2 separate regions of the Sus scrofa genome follow, and region 2 is linked to region 1. Evidence: chromatin contacts called from public HiChIP or PLAC-seq data. All regions are on one chromosome and are shown on one strand. Each heading gives the region's core, a stretch centred on a gene start, on an enhancer-like site or on the middle of the called end of the contact. The rest is flanking DNA. Distances are from core to core; before and after follow the strand shown.

Region 1 (7,594 bases), core at 2,397-4,896:
CAATCAGAGACTCTATTTTATATAAGGACACTGTGGCCCCCCAAAAATTGAGCAACTTACTTACAGTCCAAGGCAAATACGGGAGCAGATGTGCCTGGCCCAAAGCCCACGTCCTCTTCCCGTGCGGCTGGCCTGCACTTATATTTAATTATGTAGTTTTACTGCCAAAGACATAGGTGTCTGTACCTACAGCACTGGTGTCCTGTCACTTCCTGACATCCTTACATGAGAGTGTTAAAATGAGCTGGTGTGCCCACTGTTGACAGGAACACACAGGAGAAGAACCAGTCCTGACTGGCATGTGACCTGATTAATGGACTGGGGTAGAATTAAGTCTGCCTAATTTGGAAAATGATGAAACTTGAAAAATGCACACCTGTTAGGAGAAACTTAATAGGTCTAATGAGTGATGACCTATGTAAGAGGGAAGGCAGGTAGGGCACTGCAGACTGTGGCACTGAGTTACCCTTCCTCACGCTTTATCTCAGAGATTCTTCTAAAGTCTCTATTTTGAGGGAGATCTCTGGTGGCTCAGCAGCTAAGGATCTGACGTCACTGCTGTGGTATGGGTTTGATCCCTGGCCCCATAACTTCTGCAAGCCTCAGGCATGGCTAAAATAAATGAATAAATAAAGTCTGTATTTTGAGAAACCACATATCTAGAATGTGGGAGGAACAGCGATGTTTCTTTGTACTAGATTTTCATTTCTTGCATAACGTGGACAGGGCTACAGAATGGTCTTGACACAGTGAAATCCCCGATGCCCTTCCTACTAGACTGCAGAGCCACCGGCCTACCCCCCCATCTGCCACAGTGTGGACTTGCAGGGGCCTCAAGTTTGTCTCACACACACGCTGCTACTGAGCTGCCAGGTGCTGAGTCAACATAAAATCAGTCTTTTCTTGCTGGTGATCAAAGAACAGCAAGATTTCAAAATCAGAGCAAGGCACAAGTCTTTCAAGAAATATTTTACAAGACAGAGAAATGAATTAGTAATAAAGTCTTTGGTCATTGGACTAATGACTGTCTTTCTGATGCGTGTTTTTTTTTTTTTCTAGCTTGAGAGCTACATCCAGGACAACATGAAGAAAGAAATGGTGGAGATACAACAGAATGCGGTACAGAACCAGACTGCTGTGATGATAGAAATAGGAACCAACCTACTTAACCAAACGGCAGAGCAGACCCGGAAGTTAACTGACGTCGAAGCCCAAGTAAGTAGTGACACAGGAAACAGGATGCCCGCGAGCCAGATAGTAGCACACAGTCCTTACTTAACCAAACAATGGAAAGGCAAGGAAGGCTCAAGTATGGCAGAAAAAAGGATGGCTTGATAAGAAATTAAGAATTTGTATTAAGATAGGAATTTAAAAGAAGGAAATACATTTTCATTTTTAATACTGAGGTTAAATTACCTTTATCTTACTGAGGACATTCAAACCATTTTCGTATTATTCATCCTTGACTACAAGACAGACATTCCTCTGCTTTGCTGGTATTGGATTCTAGATAAACTTTTCTGAGCCCTTAAGTTTTTTGTGCATTTGAGACACGAAAAGCACTGAGGCAGAGTCCTGGAAACTTTGTTCTTAACTTGAACTTGGGAGCTAAGATGAAACCTAAATCTCACAGAACCACCAAAACAACCTGGGGTGTAAGTTAATGGAGAAAGAAGTAAAGAGAATAGTAAGAAGCAGCAGTGGCGGCACAGTCTGTGTTTGACCATCAGCCCAGAGCCTGGAGTTTCCCAAATCTTAATAAGGCACTACCTTTCCTGGGCCTCGGGGGCTGTAACTATGAAATGGGAGGGCTACCATTTTACCTTTTTTTAACCTCCCTTTTACCTTTAAGATTCTGTGAGCTACCAATTAATAGCAGTAGCAAAGAAGAATATGAAATATGAAGATGTTAGAAGAATAACAGTGAAACATTAAAACAAAGTTCATCCAGAGACACCCTGCATGACACACATGTGGCTGAACAAGAAGAGTGCAGATGGTAAAAATCCCCCTGTTGGAGGAATCATGGCAATGACGAGTTCAAGCCTCGTCACTGGGGGGCTGGCTTTCTGGTTCCTAAACCTGGTTTCTTTATAGGCTTATGAAGTTAGTATCTTCCTACTCTGAGTTATAAATAATGCTCCACAAAAAAGTAGATTTAATTGTGAATGATTTGCATGACATATTATTCTTAAGTGCTACTTAAGGAAAAGGACCAAGAAACGCCAAACATCAGCCAGGAGGCTGATGAGCTAAGAGAAAGCATTAGCCTGCCACCTGTAATGAGCCCCCAGGCAGTTTTTCATTGTCATGGAGAACTGTTGGATAAGACAGAGAAAACAGCATGGAGTGGTAGAATAAAAGGTTTTTATTTGAGCATAGAATAAGAGGTTATATGCTTACTACATCTTGCACAACATTGGAACAGTTTAGGAAAAATATTACTATCTTACACAATGGAAAACAAGGTACTGAAAATTGTAATCCCAAGAGGTAATAAAATCAAAAAAGGAAAAGACGACAAAACTCTAAAAGTAAATCTATCAATATATCCATTGTCAATTATTAAAATAAAATTATTGATGTTTAGGTCACATTTGCACCTTTTGATAGTAAAATTGAGAATAACAAGTTGTTACAAAAAATGTCCAAAAGTATTACATTTCTTATGTTTCAGATAAGAACGATAAAAAAAGTAAGATACAGAGAGCAATGATATAAACCCTTCCCATCCTATATAAGTCTGAGTTACTAGCATTTGATGTGATTTTTGTTGGGTCACATGACTAAAAACTCTATTGCAAAACTAGATATCACATGATCCAGGATAACAGGAAAATAGGAAGATGGCTGGAAAGAAAATAGCCCATAATGTCCAACTAAACACATCAAGATGGCTGAGCCTAAGCAAGGACATCAAGGGACTGAATTAGTACCAACTTACTCAAGGCACCTGCTGAGCAGTTACTGTGAAGAAACAGTTCAAATCCAAACATGAACATTTCTGATTAGAAGATTTTTCTAGCCTGTCAGGGTGACACACTATTGAACCTGACTAGAAAGGGCAGCTGGAGGCCTGAGAGCTTAGACACCACATGATCTGGATAATTAAGAGTCACCTGCAGCTGGAGCTCCTCAGAAAAGGGATGGAAAAGCACTGCAGTAGGTCCTGGGTTAGTCAGGACTCACAAGCCATTCTCTCCCCTCTCCCTGTTGTACTCATTTTACATCCCTTAGGAGCTAAAAAAGGACCAAGTTTCTGGCTCCTTTTATCAATAACCAACACAGAATGTTTGGGACCCAAGAAGAGGTAGAAGCCAAATCTCTATTCCAGGTGTTCATAGTAAGCCCCACCCTTAGGCTGGTGATGCCTTTATTCATTCACAGGCGTGTTCGTGGTAGGAAGGCACCCAGCTTTGAGGAAGGACTGTCCCTAAACCCTCCCAGTGGGGCCAGGCTGAGGCTTTCATGAATGACACAGACCCCGAGCAAACAATGGCTCTTTCAAGGACCCTTACTCCTGAGCAACAATCCTCCCTGACACAAGTGACATCACATCCCGAGTCACCGTGACACAGAGGATGTGAGTAATGGACTCTTCCTGCTAAAACGCAGCCTAAAGCATTCATTCTTTAAGTTTTTGAAGACAATGAAATGTTGATATGGCACATGGTACATGTCAGAAAGGCCCAGAAAGCAGAACCTAGCTCCCACTTGATATGGATGCTATGGTTTCCTGATGAGTTTACATGATTTTTAAATAGGAAAACGAGAAGTGGAAAAAAAAAAAAAAAAAAGACTAAACAAGTGAATGCCAATTAGAAAATGCTAGGCGAAAAATGAGCTACATTCTTATAGAATGGAAGTGTGTGACTTCTAAACACACTTTGTCTACTGACAAAAGGATGTGAGAACAGCAGAGGAAAAGGCTCTTCATTTATCAACAGATTCTGATATATGAAATAGGACCATTTATACTCCCATTTATCTCACTGTGTGAAAAGAAATGATAAAACATGGCAGAAGAAGAAAAAGAACACTATATTATTTGACACAAACACCATTGTCCAGAACTATTAAATCCTTTCCAAAATACATGATGAAAAAAATGTTTAATGTACTCTGATGTAATCCAGCACAATGAGACTTCCAAAAATGAAAAATATGCCCAAATAAGACACTTGGGCAAATAAGCAATGTTTACTTACGTTTTCCTATAATTTAGATAACTTTATATCTAGTTAAAAAAGTAATAAATAATAATTTTATTTCATTGCATTTAGGTATTAAATCAGACAACAAGACTTGAACTTCAGCTTCTGGAACATTCTCTTTCTACAAACAAATTGGAAAAACAGATTTTGGATCAGACCAGTGAAATAAACAAATTGCAAGATAAGAACAGGTAATAAAAATAGAAAAAAGTATAATCCAGAACTGTACACTTTCTAGATATGAAATTGTATTTCATGTGACTTTTAATTATAAGTATGGCTCCCATAATGCCAAATTCCATAATGTATAGTATAAGAATCAGGAACCTTGTGAGGGAGAGGGAGAGAGAGGGTTTCAAAAACACGGAGACAGCATCTCCTAAGGCATAGTAATTTGAATGCCTTTTTCATCTTATCACTATTTTCTGGTCTTTTAAAAACAAGTGATTAATTTAGAGGCTCCTTATGCAGGTTCAGTTAAATTGTGATTATTCCTGTATTGATTACTGTTATTAAAAAGTGCTATCATTGACACTGTCCCCTTCTGAAGAGAGGCAATAAAAACTCATAAAAGAAACATGACTCAGGCTTGGTATTTCTGCCAACAAGGATATTTTCCCACACTTCTCAAGGGAGAATGAATTACATTAATATAAAGTTCAGGCATACCTAAGTCCAACTTTTACAGTGATGATAAAATTGATCATCCTGAATCAGAAAATCAAACAAGACGCTAATGAGCAAACTGACAGGCAATGCAGGCATTCCCCACGCTGCCTCCACCCTCCCTCCCTCCACTACCACTCATGACTGGCCACGGCATCTGCTGCAACATGCAAAGTTCCTGTTATGAATTTACACTCTATCCTCATCGGTTTTATCCCATTTACTTAATTTCCTTTCACAAAAAATCAAGCTTATTGCTGTTCACCAAACTGATTGCACAAGCCAGAAACGGGTCCAGATGCTCATCTTGTAAAGCGTTCCTCTAAAATCTGATCTCTGAGACTACTTACAGTTTAAACACAATGTGATGCGGTGCTGGTCTGGGATGACCCAATGCTGGGCTTAACTCTTCAGTACTTGATTGTATTTAATCTTAAAATTAAACCTGAATCTAAAGATCAGGATGTGATTGCCCTCTGGATTATACTGGTAGAGGTTTGGGAGAAAGAAGCTACTGTTTTTTTTTTTAACATCCATCCCAGAGTATTCAAACTCTCATTCAACCTCTGTACTGTGCAATTGATCATCACATCTATCTTTTATGCCTCTTCATAGAACATTAAAGACAACAAAGCAAAAGACCGGTTGGATAACAAAGTTCAGCAACATCACTTTGAAGGCAGTATAGATTTGTGATTTAAAAGTGTCCCTACATTTTATGTAAGTGTCTAGGTCAAGCATTGCAGAAATGTTCCCAAAGCATATATCGCCTGCATGCTGACGATGGCACTAGGGATGATTTTAGCCAGAATACAAAAACTTTATGCATTTGCTTTTAGGTGACTTTCTGCTTATGGTTATCTCGGTTTTTAAATCAATGGCAGGGATATACAAGTTTAAAAAAATAAGTTAGGCAATATCAAGAAAAATATTAAGAAATAATAGTTGAAAATGGATATGGTAAAACTGATGAAAGCTGAAACCAAATGTCCGCACTGTGGGGACTGATTATTTCTTGGTACTTACTGTCACAGACTGGTTCATAATGATCATGGGACTGGGATAAATTTAAAAGTTGTAACTAAATTTCTAATAATAATTATTAATACTGATTGTTAATGCTTATAGGTAAGACCAGTAATGGGTAGTTTAGTCCCTTAGCTGAGCAAGTTGTTTCCAGGGCTAAAGATTCAGAAGATGTTACTGCTCCCCCACCCGGAAAGAATAATAGACTCAGATTATTTGAATCAGAAGGGGTCTTAGAGGTCATTATCTAATCTAATGCCTTCATTTTAGATATATTTATTTCTCTAGGTGGATTTTCACTCAGATCAATATATATATACATGATATACACCCAAGATCCAAGATCCAGAGAGAGGAGAGACTGCCTCAGGCAACACAGGGGTCATGGGTGGAGGCGAGGTTCTCAACCTAAGGCTCCCCCATTGACCCACAGATGCTCCCAACACATTACTGGTCACCATTTACTGTCCACATTCCTCTTTAGCAAAACCACGGTCTTCAAATGCATTGCATGGGGTAACTTCTAATTACCAATCTTCCATTTTCACCAGGGTATTTTCTCCTATGTCACACCCATGTCATCTATCTGATCTCCTCAGCAAGTCTGACAGCTTCTTCAGGGCTGTGACAACATTTTGGGATTTTATTACTCCCTTAACACTTAACAGAGTGCCTTGGAGAAGTAGAAATTCAATAAATAGAAATAGTTATAGCTTGTATAAGGATTATGAAACTGATTAGGTTATTTACAAAGCACTTGGTTTTGATGATAACCAGAAAACCCTTCAGTAACAAACAATTACTTCCCTTTACAAGTTTCCTGGAAAAGAAAGTTCTAGATATGGAAGACAAGCACATAGTTCAACTTCAGTCAATAAAAGAAGAGAAAGATCAGCTCCAGGTGTTAGTATCCAAGCAAAATTCCATCATTGAAGAACTAGAAAAACAACTGGTGACTGCCACGGTGAATAACTCAGTTCTCCAAAAGCAGCAACACGATCTGATGGAGACGGTTCATAATTTATTGACTATGATATCGACATCAAACTGTAAGTAAAGCTTATATATAAGTCCTTTTTTGGCTTTATTTGCCGTTGGAATTTCAAAATTCTAAAAAACTCTTATTCAAAAAGGGCACTATAAAAAAATAAATTTACTGAGTTCCCATTAAAAAAAAAAAGGGCACTATATCTATTACACATTTCATATAAATGCTTCATAGGGTCTCAATATGGAACTGACTAAAAAGAAAGAGGAAGAGAGAAAGGGGACTATATATTTATAGTAATTAATTATTATGAGGCAAACCACCCCAAACATATTTTTGACTCATGAGCTCAAAGAGCCTACTCTGTGTTAGTTCTATCACTAACTTGATGTAGGGGGCTGGGTAAGTTGCTAACATATAGTAGACATTTTTTATTTTTTAAGAAGGAAAAGCAGTAGTAGGACCACAGGGTTGTTGTGAAGATAAAATAAGACTTGCAATAACTGACATATACCTGGTATCCAAGAAATGCCAGTTTTCTTCTCTTACCACATCCTCATCTACAGCTTGCTTTCCCTGTTTCTGTTTTACCTTTTAACCTCTCTTAGACATTAGAGGGAAGATATTAATGCATCTTCAGGCTTTAATTAGAGACATGGTATATAACCTGTGTGGTATTTTTAAGTGTTTTCCTTAAGCA
Region 2 (7,594 bases), core at 3,041-5,540, 270 kb before region 1:
TAATATAACTCGCTTGAATAACATGAAAATTCTAGGTCTGTGGTTTGCCACTCTAGGTTTGTCACTAAAATTCCTGCCTTCCACTACTGGAGTTATAAAAGTTTAAGTCTATCATCCTGCTGGCTGCTGTGGTAAAAAACCACTATGGAGAAAGAAAATTAAGATACATGAGGTTCCAATTTTCTAGTAACTGCTGGAAAGCAAAACATCTAAAATGCATCTACGGAAAATGAGTTAAAATGAAACACTTCACATAACTGATGAGAAATTATAATTTAAATTATGAAAGTGGTACCTGAATGTTTACAGGACAGTGCTGCTGCTGCTGCTTCAGGCACCAATTAGAGAACCACTGATTCAGAGTTTAGACCAGGCTTGAGCGGATCAGGAATTCACAAAGGGGAGCTGAAAGGAGTGTGAAAAGGCAGGAGGAAGAAACAGTAATATTTCTTCTGGTAAAAAATTTTAATGGTATAGAAATGACCTCGAAGAGATCAAACAAAGCCCTCAGAACCTCTGAACAGTAGTGTTGTGACAGGAGTCTGGGCTTCCCCTCGGCTCCTCCAGATCTACGAGTGCTCTCCTGGCTGTGCCATCCCTAAAGCTGTGACCTGGCCAGAGTGCCAGCTGGAGCCACAACAGAAAAAGGAAGGAAGAGGCCAAAGGATTGAGAAACGAAAGACAGCTGCAATTTGGATGCTGATGGAGAAGTTGATACACAAAGTGAAAAAAACAGGTCTTGAATATCACTATAAATATAACTCAAAAGCTTCCTCTATCCCTTTATTCATTTCTGTTCATTTTCAGATATGGCATATAAGAATAAAACAACCTAGACTAGGAATATAAGGTTTGAGTAGACCTATCCAATATAATTCTCTTCTCTTTTTATATCCTGAACCACCTAGGAACTTTGACTCAATAGTAATCGAGACCCATGAGATTCGTGGCCTTACTAGGAACACGTAGCATTCTGCACCACTCCACAAATCACTACAAAGATTAAGAGACACCTGACAACACAACACAGCAATAATTACTCAACAACTGGCCACAAATGAACTGCCCTGGGAAGTCAGAAGGGAAAGTCACTCTGAGATAGGTTTGTTGGATACAAAATAATCTAACTGGCTGCTTAAAAAAAACAAGTATTTTAGGAACACAACTTAGAAAAGGATCATTTTTACCTACCATACTATTTTCTTTATATTTATTTAATATTATTATATTGTATAGTACTATTGTATTTATATATGTATACTATTTTATTTACATTTATATATTACCACTATACCATATAATTCTATTGTATTTACATACTATGTTGAAGCTTTCCTTACTGAATGTAACCATCATTTTCTTAAATGGTAACTTTCATGTTAGCATCTCTGAAAATACACTTCTCTTTTCCCTAAATGTATCATAAAATTGAGCAGTCTTCAATATATAACTTGCTTAATAGTTGCTTGAAGAATTTACCTATATCTCAGACCTCTTGAAATCTTAATTTTTGTCCTGGAGAGGTTTTAGTTAGACAAAATCTTGACTGATTTATTTGGAAATATGAATTGTCTTTTTAAAAGTAATGACTAACAGTTTCAAATGAGAAGGTAATTCAGAGATCATTAATATGACAACCTTTGAGGTAGACAGTATTAAGAATTCATGACACACTAACACAGACATATACCTTCAATAACAACCCCAAAAGCTTTTTTTGTTTCGTTTTGTTTTCTTTTGTTTTTTTGCTTTTTAGGGCTGCACTGGAGTCAAATCGGAGCTGTAGCTGCTGCCCTACACCACAACTACAGCAACTCGGATCTGAGCCTCTTCTGTGACCTACACCACAGTTCACAGCAACGCTGGATCCTTAAGCCACTGAACAAGGCCAGGGATTGAACCTGCATCCTCATGGATACTAGTCAGATTTGTTTCTGCTGTGCCACAACAGGAACTCCTCTAAAGATGAATGTACATATTTTGTGGCTAATATTTTTTGAAGTCAAACACTTCTATGACATAATGACAACCAGGGCCTTGAAACATTTAAGATTAGGACAAACAGACACACCCATACCCACTCCTACCTCTTAAACCAGGCCATGCCACTATCAGTGATATATAGCATCATAATGACTTGAACATGTAAACAAGATCAAATTTTTAAAATCTAAATTTAAAAGCTTGGTATTGGTTTGTTTTTCTATTTGTTTATTAGGTCAGATTCAAATGAAGGTGTACTTTAGGAACAAAATTAATAATGTTTTGAGGCAAAACATATCTCAGACTAATAAGTGCTATTAGGTTTCAATTTTCTTGAAGAAAAATTAGCTTAACAGATGGAAAAATGAGTTCATTTGTTTTTATTTTCAAGTAATCTCATTTAGTTGTGACCTAAGAGGAAAGAAAACAGGAAACTCTTTTTCTAGCTATACTGTTCACAAATCAATTTCCTTTGTGTCTGGTGGGAAATAATTACCTTTATAGTCACAAGAAAATACAGTTCTAATAGATAGCAAGTTTTCCCAGTTATAGAATTTAAAGAAAGAACAGTTAGCAGTTAAAAATTATATCCATTAAGACAAATTATGCATTTTTCCCCACTTTTGGTAACTTTGAGAAAGAATTACAACTCACAGAAAAATGACAGACTAATAATGGTCAATTACGGGTAACTAGGGTATTATCAGATTTAAAAAGCTAGAATATATCATTATTACACTATTTTAAGAATTACTTAAAAAGTACTTGTTTAGTATCACAGAATTAGTGTGGATTTTTAAAAATATGTATATTTTAGTAGCTATAAATATGCTACTAAATTTATATAAGTAAATATTTATATAATGTTAATATTCATATAAGGTAAATAATCATCCTAAATTGTTTTTAAAAAGAAATTAAGAAATATTGGTATTAAGTGTAATTACACATAGAAATAATTTAAGGCCCTGTAAGGGACTGAAGTGCCAGTCCCCACTAATTTATTTGAAGCCCTAACCTCAGAGGGCCTTTAGGGAGGTAATTCAAGTTAAATGAGGTCATAAGTGTGGGGTCTAAGCCAATAGGATTGATATTCTCATAAAAAGAGGAAGAGGCACCCAAGACCTCTCTCTGTGAGCACACAGAGGAAAGGCCACATGAAGACACAGAGAGAAGGAGGCCTCCAGAGAAACCAGCCCTGACAGCACCTTGACCTTGGACCTCCAGCCTCCCCAGCTGTGAGAGGATAAATGTCTGCTGCCTAAGCCCCACAGTCTGTGGTATCTTGTTCTGGCAGCCTGAGGTGACTAACACAGACCCTAAAACCTGGAATGAAATTATTGAATAAATATAACATAGTAAATAAACCTATTTGCAGATTAACATTTGTTTGACCCAATGGAAAGAAGTATGCCAATACTTAAATAGGAACATACACACACACATACACACGTAAATTTTACAAAAGAAATCAGAAGTCCTTCAAAGCTAGAACACAATATTTCTATGACTCTTCACAGAAACAATACTCTGGGGTTATACTCATTCCATCATGCAAACTTACTAAAAACAACAAATAACTAGTGATTTGGCCAGAATGTCCATGGCTAATTTTGTCTTGCTTAATATATTTAAATTAATGAATTAGTCCATCACACATTATAAACGGGCTGTAAGAAGCAAAGTTGTTGAAAAACAGTGTTCTACAATTTTTGGAAATCTGATCACTGCTGTGAAGCAGAAGGTGTATCTCAAATGGCCGCTCTTGGTGAGTCTTGCTCAGGCCCTGCTGGTAACCAGGGACACCCTTAGTGTCTGCCTCCCCCTTATAGTGACTGTTCTTTTGAGAGAAGAGAGAGGCTCTCACTAGTCAATACCTTGATACAGGTTCCTTCCCCATGTCCATGCTCTGCCATCTTTTCCCACTGGAAGGCAGCCCCCACCCCCACCCCCACAACCAACACCTCTTCCAGTGAAACTTTACAGCCCACCCAAAGTGCTTCCTCCTTGCTGAACCTGCATCCGGGAATGGTATCACCTAAAGGGAACTTTGCTCATTCTTAGCATATTCTAGCTTGATGGAACAGCTTGTGTAAATATCATTGAGGTAGGTAGCCTCCAAAATGGCCCTTAATAATTGCACCTGCTAGTGTTCACACCCTTGTGCCCTTGATTGTGGGCTTGACCCAGTGAATTGTTTCTAACAAACAGAATGTGGCAAAGCTATGAGAAGACTGACTTCTGCCCTGCTCACCACTATGCTACGCTCTCACTGTCATGACCTTCCCCTTTTTCCTCGTTGTCATGACCTTCCCCTTTTTCTCTCCTCGGCCCCTTTCTGGTCATAGCTCCAGGGAACCAAGTCATCATGCTGTGAGGCTCAAGTGCCAAGAAACTGACCCTGCGGCCAACAGCCAGCGAGGACCCCAGGCCAGTCGACAGCTGTGTGAGTGAAGGGAAGTGGATTTTCCTGGGGGGACCAGGATCTGACTATAGCAGACACCTTGACTGCAGCCTGTGGCCGACCCTGAGCGAGGAGCTGCCAGCTAAACCACATCAGACCCACACAGACAGTGAGACAATAAATGCTTGCTGTTGTTTGTTTGCAAAAGTTTTATTTTAAAGCCTCAAAAAATACTAGCACAATGCAAGTGCTTTGTAAATGGTTGTAAATACAATGTAAACGCTATGAAAATAGTTGCCAGCACAGTAACTTCAAGTTTTGCTTTTTGACACATCTCAAAATTAAAAAAAAAAAAAAAACTTTCCGTCAGTGGTTGACTAAATCCATGGAGGCAGAATCCATAGATTTGGGGGGGGGGAGTGACTATGTTTTTTTTAAGAGATGAGAAGACTGATGCTCAGTAACCTTATGGCTGAAAAAAAGGTCAGAATTTGGATTCCAATCTTGGTCTGTCAACCTACAGAACAGAAACTCTGCCCATCACACAGAACTTACATGCAGAAAAAGGTTCCACATACATAATCACACACCTAGATAGATTTTACCTAAATCCATGGTACTAGAACATGGATTGTAGCAAGCACTTGAATTTAACACCTCAGATATCTGAAATAACATACATATGAATTAATGAGAAGAAACTTCATTTCCTGAGAGATAATACATTAATTCAAGGAATAAAAACATGCATTCAACTCTTGTAAGACATAAAAATCTTCTCTAGGAACAAAAATTTATAAGGTTATTTTAAAAATTATTTTTTCAAATATAGTTCATTTTTTGCTTACCTTTTTGAGCAGCAAATGCTTGACTAGCTGAAAGGACTTTTGTTAGTTCTGGATTATACCTTGTTCCCTCTGGAAAAATCACAAGATACATCTGTGAAGCCATAAAGAAAATTTGGTTTGTTTTGTGTGTTTCTGCTGTTGCTATTAACTTACCAGCGCTAATCCTATTAATGCTGAGAGTATTTTCTATGGTGGGAAAAAAATGTATATTCAATTATCTATGACCTCCATTTCAAGCAAAACAACCAAGATGCACAAATTCAATTAAGTCTGAACATAACACAGACTATATTTAAAAAGGAGTCCTACCTTCACTGGTAGGTGAGGCATTAAGAATCTAACAATATTTCTAATTACATGCTAACATTCACTAATTTTATTTTATTTATTTATTTATTTATTTTGTCTTTTTTTTTTTGCTATTTCTTTGGGTCGCTCTCACGGCATATGGAGGTTCCCAGGCTAGGGGTCAAATCGGAGCTGTAGCCACTGGCCTACGCCAGAGCCACAGCAACGCCAGACCCCCAGACCCGAGCCGCGTCTGCAACCTGCACCACAGCTCACGGCAACGCCGGATCGTTAACCCACTGAGAAAGGGCAGGGACCGAACCCGCAACCTCATGGTTCCTAGTCGGATTCGTTAACCACTGCGCCATGACGGGAACTCCACATTCACTAATTTTAAAAGGTGGCCAGCAGAGAGAACCATATCTAGTCGCTTGTAATGGAACATAATGGAGGATAATGTGAGAAAAATAATAAATATGTACATATGACTGGGTCACTTTGCTCTATAGTAGAAATTGACAGAACACTGTAAATCAACTGTAATGGAAAAAATAAAAATCATAAAAATAAAAGTAGCTTAAAAAAAACTGACTGATGCAAAGCCTCAATTCATTAATGAAAGAGTTTTTTCCCCCCTAAGGTTCTGCAAAATTACCTTTTTTTTTTTTTGGCTTTTTAGGGCCACACCCACAGCATATGGAGGTTCCCAGGCTAGGTGTCTAATTGATTGGAGCTACAGCTGCTGGCCTATGCCAGAACCGAGCTGAGTATGCAACGTATACCACAGCTCATGGCAACACCAGATCATTAACCCACTCAGCGAGGCCAGGGATCGAACCTGTCACCTCACGGTTCCTACTGGGATTTGTTTCTGCCGTGCCACGACAGGAACTCCCAGGCCAAATGACTTTTAAAAGGTTTAAAGTTTAGACATCAGGGTCCCTAATATCAATACTAAAAGTATCTCATTTGAGGAAAACCATATATAAATTCACAAATTTCCACAATGTAAAAGGTAACAAGTGTTCCTATTTCAAAAGATTCATACGGTATTCTTACTCTACAGTGAAAAACTCCTAACTTCAGAACTGAGTTTAAAAAAAAAATGACACCAACATGTTTTCTTTCTGTTGCTGTTGTTTTCTTTTTTGGTATGTGGAAGTTCCCAGGCTAGGGATCAAACCCGTGCCACAGCAGCAACACGAACCACTGCAGTGACAGCACTGGATCCTTAGCCCACTGCACCATGAGGAAACTGTGACACCAACATGTTCAACTGACAACCAAAAGATAAAAATAATTCACTAATGGTGAAACGCAAAGGTGGGTAAAACTGCCAGGACTTGACAGAAAGAAAGACAATGGCAGCAAACCAGCAGTCATTTTCTGCCATCCATTTGCAGTATAGGGGGTGAGAGTTTCACTTAAGAATGGCCTTGTGAAAACAGATTATTTGATTAACTCTGGGCCCTGAGTACATAATACACATATGCGTGATGAAATGGAAAGTTTGTGTGTGGTATTTTACATGCTAAAGTATAATGGTTGTCTCAGGAAAAAACACTCAAGACAGTTGAGTTGCAAGCTGATTTAGCTCCTATTTTCTTGCAACACTAATTTTACTTGAAACATTGTCAAATTTTGATTGTCACATTTGGCTATTTGGCAGACATTTTTTCAAATATGAAGGAAGTGAGACTTTCAAGGAAAACAACTGACAACAGTTGTTGTCAATGATAAAATTCAAACTTGGAAGTGAAAATATAGAATTCTGGGGAAACATCTATCTACTAGCAAGAGGCTATCAGTACTATCCTTGGTGTTGTTTTTGTTTAAATAAGTGAGAATATTAGCATGAGTATGACTTTAGATAATGTATAATGATCTGGGCCAAAATTTGGCAGATTTATACAACTGACTCACCAGTATTTTCCAGAAAATCATCATAAAATTACAAAAAATTATAAGTAACATAGCCAACTTTGAATGCAGAAGATAAAAATCCAGCTGCCTTGTATTAAGGCATATATTAAGGAGAACTGAATTGCAGAAATATAAAACAATGCCACCC

Evidence for each region. HiChIP or PLAC-seq counts read pairs in DNA pulled down with a chosen protein or histone mark.
Region 2: a contact with region 1 is called in an H3K27ac HiChIP or PLAC-seq map of alveolar macrophages. The contact joins two enhancer-like sites. A contact is called at or near these places in 2 of 2 datasets of contacts at active chromatin or transcription factors (alveolar macrophages and skeletal muscle).

What each region holds. Positions count from the first base shown.
Region 1 is chr15:37,559,418-37,567,011 of Sscrofa11.1, reverse strand. All of the region lies in intron 12 of MCPH1 (microcephalin), which reads right to left. ANGPT2 (angiopoietin 2) reads left to right here. Exons shown (of 9, transcript NM_213808.1): 2 at 1,060-1,215; 3 at 4,284-4,405; 4 at 6,723-6,955. Among named protein-coding and RNA genes, the nearest start is that of ANGPT2, 31 kb to the left of the region's middle. Within about 2 kb of position 3,646, at least 3 of the 83 cell types and tissues checked have an H3K27ac peak or open chromatin away from gene starts, as enhancers often do. A contact at or near this core is called in alveolar macrophages, where this site is marked.
Region 2 is chr15:37,831,002-37,838,595 of Sscrofa11.1, reverse strand. AGPAT5 (1-acylglycerol-3-phosphate O-acyltransferase 5) reads right to left here. Exons shown (of 8, transcript NM_001143701.1): 5 at 5,236-5,326. Among named protein-coding and RNA genes, the nearest start is that of AGPAT5, 33 kb to the right of the region's middle. Within about 2 kb of position 4,290, at least 6 of the 83 cell types and tissues checked have an H3K27ac peak or open chromatin away from gene starts, as enhancers often do. A contact at or near this core is called in alveolar macrophages, where this site is marked.